Regions from separate parts of the Mus musculus genome. Here region 1 is linked to region 2. Evidence: chromatin contacts called from public Hi-C data. All regions are on one chromosome and are shown on one strand. Each heading gives the region's core, a stretch centred on a gene start, on an enhancer-like site or on the middle of the called end of the contact. The rest is flanking DNA. Distances are from core to core; before and after follow the strand shown. Region 1 overlaps Gnat3 (guanine nucleotide binding protein, alpha transducing 3). Region 2 has its middle 18 kb from the start of Cd36.

The links. A called contact is a pair of places that touch in the nucleus more often than the background predicts.
Region 1: a contact with region 2 is called in a Hi-C map of bone marrow-derived macrophages, with 51 read pairs. The contact joins two enhancer-like sites. A contact is called at or near these places in 9 of 484 Hi-C or Micro-C datasets (the HPC-5 cell line, LSK cells, bone marrow-derived macrophages and 5 more), 5 of 115 datasets of contacts at active chromatin or transcription factors (bone marrow-derived dendritic cells, bone marrow-derived macrophages, hepatocytes and 2 more) and 4 of 9 other capture datasets (adipose tissue, bone marrow-derived macrophages, liver and 1 more).

What each region holds. Positions count from the first base shown.
Region 1 is chr5:18,012,160-18,015,369 of GRCm38.p6, forward strand. Gnat3 (guanine nucleotide binding protein, alpha transducing 3) reads left to right here. Exons shown (of 8, transcript NM_001081143.1): 6 at 3,073-3,202. Among named protein-coding and RNA genes, the nearest start is that of Gnat3, 51 kb to the left of the region's middle. Within about 2 kb of position 1,287, at least 43 of the 459 cell types and tissues checked have an H3K27ac peak or open chromatin away from gene starts, as enhancers often do. A contact at or near this core is called in bone marrow-derived macrophages and conventional type 1 dendritic cells, where this site is marked.
Region 2 is chr5:17,852,644-17,855,598 of GRCm38.p6, forward strand. It overlaps a transcript of Cd36 not described here. Among named protein-coding and RNA genes, the nearest start is that of Cd36, 18 kb to the left of the region's middle. Within about 2 kb of position 1,673, at least 33 of the 459 cell types and tissues checked have an H3K27ac peak or open chromatin away from gene starts, as enhancers often do. A contact at or near this core is called in bone marrow-derived macrophages and conventional type 1 dendritic cells, where this site is marked.

The DNA.
Region 1 (3,210 bases), core at 37-2,536, 160 kb after region 2:
GTGATGTGCTTTCCAGAGCCTGAGTTCATGCACAGCCTCGGGCACAGCATCCCGTTCCTTTGATAAGATCCTAGGATCCAAACAGACTAACAGATAACAAAGTGGAGAACATGTATATCACCCACAATCCAGAAGTTCTACACTATTCCTATTGAAAGGTGGGGAAACATGCCAGAAGAAAACTCAATAATAAAAAAAACTGCTGTATGATCTGGAGAGAGATAACTAGAGATCATTCCAGCTAGCTCCACATGCTAGAATGAGTTAGGGACCTATGATGTAGTATATAAGTGTTTATATAAGTAGAGACTATCACACAAATGAGCCTATTATCTAGCACAGAGACTAAAATATAGCAGACTCAGAACTGTTAAATGAATGACAACCTTGAACAAGTTATCCGAACACCTCTGAAAGGTAAGAAAAACAGCTGTAAATTTCTTATAAGTTCCTCCTTCTGAGGCTCTGAGTCAAAGATTCTTCCCTATGCTCAAGAGTTTGCAGCACAGTAGGGGTTTGGGTTGGAGCATTTGAGGAATTTTTTTCTTTTCCCCAGAGATAGCTTTGTTATTTCTGTTCTTATCTTTTTGCCTGTATTTTCCAACTTGTAGTTAAACTTTAGACTTTTTGAATTTTCCCCTCTTATCAGTGGATAAATTTAAGCTTCACTTATCTGTTCTTTCCTGTGTTAACATGAGAAATATGAAGTACAAAGTAATGTTTTTTTTTTCTTTCCTTTAGCCAGCCTCTGACTATGTAGATTGTGTGTGTGGTCTTGAGTTTGCTCTGATACTCCTATTTCTGCCTCCAGAGTACTGGCATTACATACTTGCTTTTATTACAATATCCAACGCATTATACTTCTGCTATTCTTCATGAAATTAGTTGATTGACATTGGTTTGGCTAAGGTTCATCATCTTCTAGATCTGTACATTCAGACGCTTTCACTAATTATCATCTCCATCTCAGATATTCCTGTAGCTTATAACTTAGTTTCAACCTTATCAAATGTCTTCTGTCCTCAGTTTAAAGTAGCCTCAGTAACATAATAAACAATGTCAATCTTCCATACAAATTATTAATTATCTCCTACTCCACACCTCAATGACTGCAATATAAAAATCTAAGATTCCTACGAGTCAGTTACTCTACAGCTAGTCAACCATAAGCAGCTCGTTGAGACTCCTTCAATCTTTTGTTTTTGCTGTTTCCTCTTTTGCTGATACCCAGATGTTTCCCTAGACACCTGCTAAAACTCAATTCCTCATTTTCTTAGATTTTCACAGTTGGCATTTTTTTTGTAATTACTCATCAGTGCACTGTAGTTTATAACCCTTCTCTACTAGCTACACTTGACTAATGACAGATTAGAAAGCTAAATCTTTCAGTGACTAGTATTACAAACATTCTATAACCTTTGATTAAACAGACAATGAATAGTTGAGGTAACTAAGTCAGTTTTTTTGTTCTGGTTTTTAAAAACTTTACTTGCTTTCTGCAGTCACACTCTGTCACCTCACACCTAGATACTTTCACACGTGCTTGTCATAAAAATTGTCCATCCATTTCATTAGCATGGTGCTAAGCAGAAGAACCATACATAGTTTTTAGTGTCTGGTATGGCTCTCACCAAGTGACAGCGGTTCCATATAAAGTAGTGGAAATGAAGAAAGAGAACGTATGAAGTCTCTCAGAATGCCTCCGCTGTGGACAAGACATTGATGACAAAACGTGAAAGTTGAGAGAGAAGTGGTAATGAACAGTGGGGAAAAAAAGAAGCCTGGTATGAGGCCACATATCTGTATGATGCCATATACCTGTATGATGTCATACAGATGTATGATGCCACATACCTGTGATCCTACATTCTGTAACGTGAAAGCAGAAAGAAAGGACAGCCTCAGCTACGTAGTGGATTCATGTCTACTCTGTGCTACAGGAGACCCCATCTCAAAAAATAATTAACTAATTAAAAGGGAAAGAAAACTACGTGACCCCCCCCAAAGGAGAGAGGTCATGAAAGAGCCCTCTAAAAGTTATATTTATGTTGATTTAAACTAAGAGAACACCATGATTTTATTGGGTTGAGAGGAGATTGATATGAACCATCTTCCGAAGAATAGTGAGGATGAGAATAGTCACCACAGACTGTGAGTCATCACAAGTTTATTTCTTATTCTAAAGCAAAGAGAACCCATGGAAAAGAGGAAGGTGAACTTGAAATGTCCAGTCACCATGAAACATATTTAAACAAAGGGGGAAGTTCGGGGCCAGTCTTTCTGGAGGCTGGAAAAGCAGCAACAGGGCAATGTGTGAGGAGGCTTTTACTGGCCCTGAGTAGACACTGGTGACTTCATTTTAGCTGTTCAGTACCTGGAGAAAGGGGAAAGGGTGGTACAAAGAGGGAGTGCTGGCTACTTATCACTTTTCTCTGACACGACAATTGCTACCAATTCGATAATATAGAACTGAGTCAGCACATTTAAACACCTCTTTTTGAATGATTCCCATGATCCTTCAGAATAACTTGAACCCCATTGTGTACTGACATACTTTTTGAATAATTGAATATTTAATTGCATAATACTATGAGTGCTTGCATATTTATCTCTCTGTCAGCCAGCAAGATCTTTGAAAACAGCAATTATATCTTCTCATCTTCATGTAAACTGATTTAAATCAGTGTTAGCACAGAACACAAACTTATTGGATAAAAAAGAAATGCAGGTAGAGATAGAGAGAATCATGTTATCAGATTGACACATCCAATCTTCCAGTCTATTTATTCTTGAAAATATGTATAAACTTTATCAAATTCTTCTAAAACTGATATTTTAAACTGCTTTAAAATTTTCAGTCGTTCAAGTTACCATGAGAATAATTTCACGCAGTCTTATGTGAAGAGGAAAGAATGAGATTTCTCTTTTATTCCCCCTGTAGTGCTTCATCAACTTAGGTTATCCAACAGAAATGGAAAAAAATGAATTTTAAGTTTATTGAAATATGTGTTCAGTGTCAAGCACTGGCCAAAATTTGGAGGAGTAATTTTTTATTTTATTTTATTTTTTAAGAATGTTTGATGTAGGTGGCCAGAGATCAGAGAGAAAAAAATGGATCCACTGCTTTGAAGGAGTCACCTGCATTATATTTTGCGCAGCGCTAAGTGCCTATGACATGGTGCTTGTAGAAGATGAGGAGGTGGTAAGTAA
Region 2 (2,955 bases), core at 423-2,922:
CACAAATTCATTTATAATTATTCTGACAGGCAGTGGTAAACCTAACCTTAATTTTGAATTTGACTTTCCACATACAATATAGCTTCCTGTAAAACACTAATTCTATCTATACCTTCATCAATTCTTTCCTGCATAAAAAAAGCTATGAAAACATTTTTAGAAAGTGTGAAAACATGTTCTGCAGTATGGACTTGCTGAATCAAGGCTGTGGTGGAAGCAGCAACAAAAGGTAGAGATCAAAGAGATCCACCTTTCAATTCCCAACATAAGAGCAACAGTAAAAACACATGAACTAAAAGAGCCACACTCGCCATTGCATACACTCCAGGATCATCAAACCATGGAGACAAGTTTGCAGGCAAAAGAACCTAAAGAGGTTGCCTAACAATAAAAAAAAAAAGAAAGAAAGAAAAGAAGAGAAGAGAAGAGAAGAGAAGAGAAGAGAAGAGAAGAGAAGAGAAGAGAAAAGAAAAGCAAAGAAAAGCAAAGAAAAGCAAAGCAAAGCAAAGCAAAGAAAAGAATGCCAGGGGAAAATGTCTGATTAGTACAATTTGTTATAACACAAGTAACACGGGAGGCATCATAAAAGGAATTTTTTTCTCAAATATTAGAGCACTGAGCAAACTTTCAGTCAAAATTGCAAAAGAAAAAATAATATAGGCTTAAAACCCAGAGTAAAAAGAAGAACATTTTAGCAAAGGACATTTAATGACAATCTAGTTGGTTGCAGAAAAAGTTTATATAAATGTCTTTGGAGGACAAGATGGTCAGATGGTTTAGCTAGAAAAGTAGAAGGCACTCATCCAGCAGAAAACCAATAACTAATTGGCGAAAGCCTTTTAAGTATATCCTCATTCCAGGAAAGCAAACATTACTGGCATTCAAATAATTCCTATAACCATAACCATGACTAGGAATAGAGCAATTATATATGTTGTCTGGGGATTCTTTAACATAGAAGTAACTCCTTTCCTGGGAAACACTCAGCATAACCATTGTGGGTAGCCTCTTCCTGGATCAACCATATCCCAATTGTGATTAAATTGTTCAGCTGGCAAACAGCTGGAGAAGGAACTAGGGGGTATCCTTAGCATTGTAAGGGCCCCAGGAGAAATCTCATCAGAAGGAGAAACAAAGTTCCAAGTCCAGGGGTATCTGTCACCATCTGGTCCTCTTTTAGGAAAATTAGTCAACAAGGTTCTATAATTAAGAGAAATACAACCATGCTGAAGAGAAATCTACAGTGGCAAAACAGATGGGTGAGCCATCAGCATATCCAGTGTAATTTAGAATAACATACATCTTGTGAGTAACAAATGCAACACAATCCCACCCCGCATCCCATCGGTTTAGGGTCCTTTACCACAACTATAAAGTCCTCATGATCCCAAGTGACAGGATGGAACAATGATGGCTCAGGAACATAAGTCCAGAATTGACCTTCCTCGGCACAAAAAAAAAAAAAAAAAACAAAAACAAAAAAAAAAAAAAAACCCATAAAGGAATACCTGAACAGTGAGCAAAGCAATTGCAGCTATAAACAAAAAATGTGAGGCAAATTCTTGGCTCGTGAGGGCTTTGATCTGACCCCAAGTGAACAAAGCAGTGTTCTGGGTGTTGTAGACACAATGGTGAAGTGAAACTTTCTCACCATTATCTCCTCCTCTAGAGCCAGTGGGAGAAGTGTGGGTGGACCCGGCTAGCTCCCCAGTAGTGGGTGTTTGTGTTACCCATTCAGCTTGGACAGCGGTGGAACAAGGTATTTTGCTGTGATGATGTCTCATCATCAAGAACTCAAACAGGTGTGTCAGCATCCTGGGTAAAATATCCAGACCCTTTCCAATGAAGGAAAGTGAGTCAGGTCCAATTTAGCATGAAGACCCTGGGGTTCTACCTAGAAAAGAAGAGGATGCAGAGACATAGGGAAAGTGGAACAGTCTCTAATAATAGCATGTGCTGTTTCATGTGGAATGTGAAACTCAAGTTGAAGAGCAGAAGTACTTTGATGGTGCAGAGCATGGTCTCTATGATGTTCCTGCATTGAGCAAACAGTGGGCTGAGTAAGTCAATCTGCCAAATGTCAAGGACCAGGAAGCTAAAAAGGAGCATGAATGTGCTCAATGAAAAATGAGAAAGACTGAGAAGGAACTGCAACTTGAAGCTGTAGTAAAAGTGAAAATACAGAAGTCTATGTAGCAAGAAACAAAGCATTTTCAAGATGAGGAAACAGTGTAGCAGGAGTCTGCATATAGGTTAAAAGTCTTGTCTTAGGGGCAATCATATACTACAAGAACTGCTCTGAGCTCTACCCTCTGAGACAAAGTTTCCTCTGTGGAAAAGGAATGTGGCTTAGCATTAATGATAGATGCTGCTGTGTCATTAGAAGAGTCATGTGTAAATACCAAGGCTGCATGAGAAGGTAAAGGAGAGATATGGCAAATGGGAGGGAAAAAATGTTTATGGACAAACTGCAAAAGAGGGGACAGAAGCAAATGATATTTATAAATATCTGTGAAACCCAAAGTAGCAGTCAGCCAATTATCAGATTCAGAGAGCAAAATAATTACTTGTTCAATACTGTAATAGTAATAATCTCTGAAACATCTTGACCAAAAAATTCCTTGCTTCTATGTCAGGCTTTTATTATGACTGTGGCCACCAAATCAGTGTATGAAGCTAAAGCCTTCTTGGAAGACACAGGTAAATGAAGCCATTCCAAAGAACCCTCCTGTCATAAACAGCCAGTAGGTATATTGTATGTTGAAATAAGGACCAAGAGCCTGGACTTAATATAATAAAGTCTTGTCACTTTATGTAAGGCAATAGCTTTTTCTGCTATCCTTGGGGCCTCTTGGGCCCCAGTGGTAAGTGTCTTAGGATATCTAGGCTCTAAATAATCCCTGACTATATCAAACAGAGGTCTAAATTAGGAAGTGGATAATTTTAAATATGGTC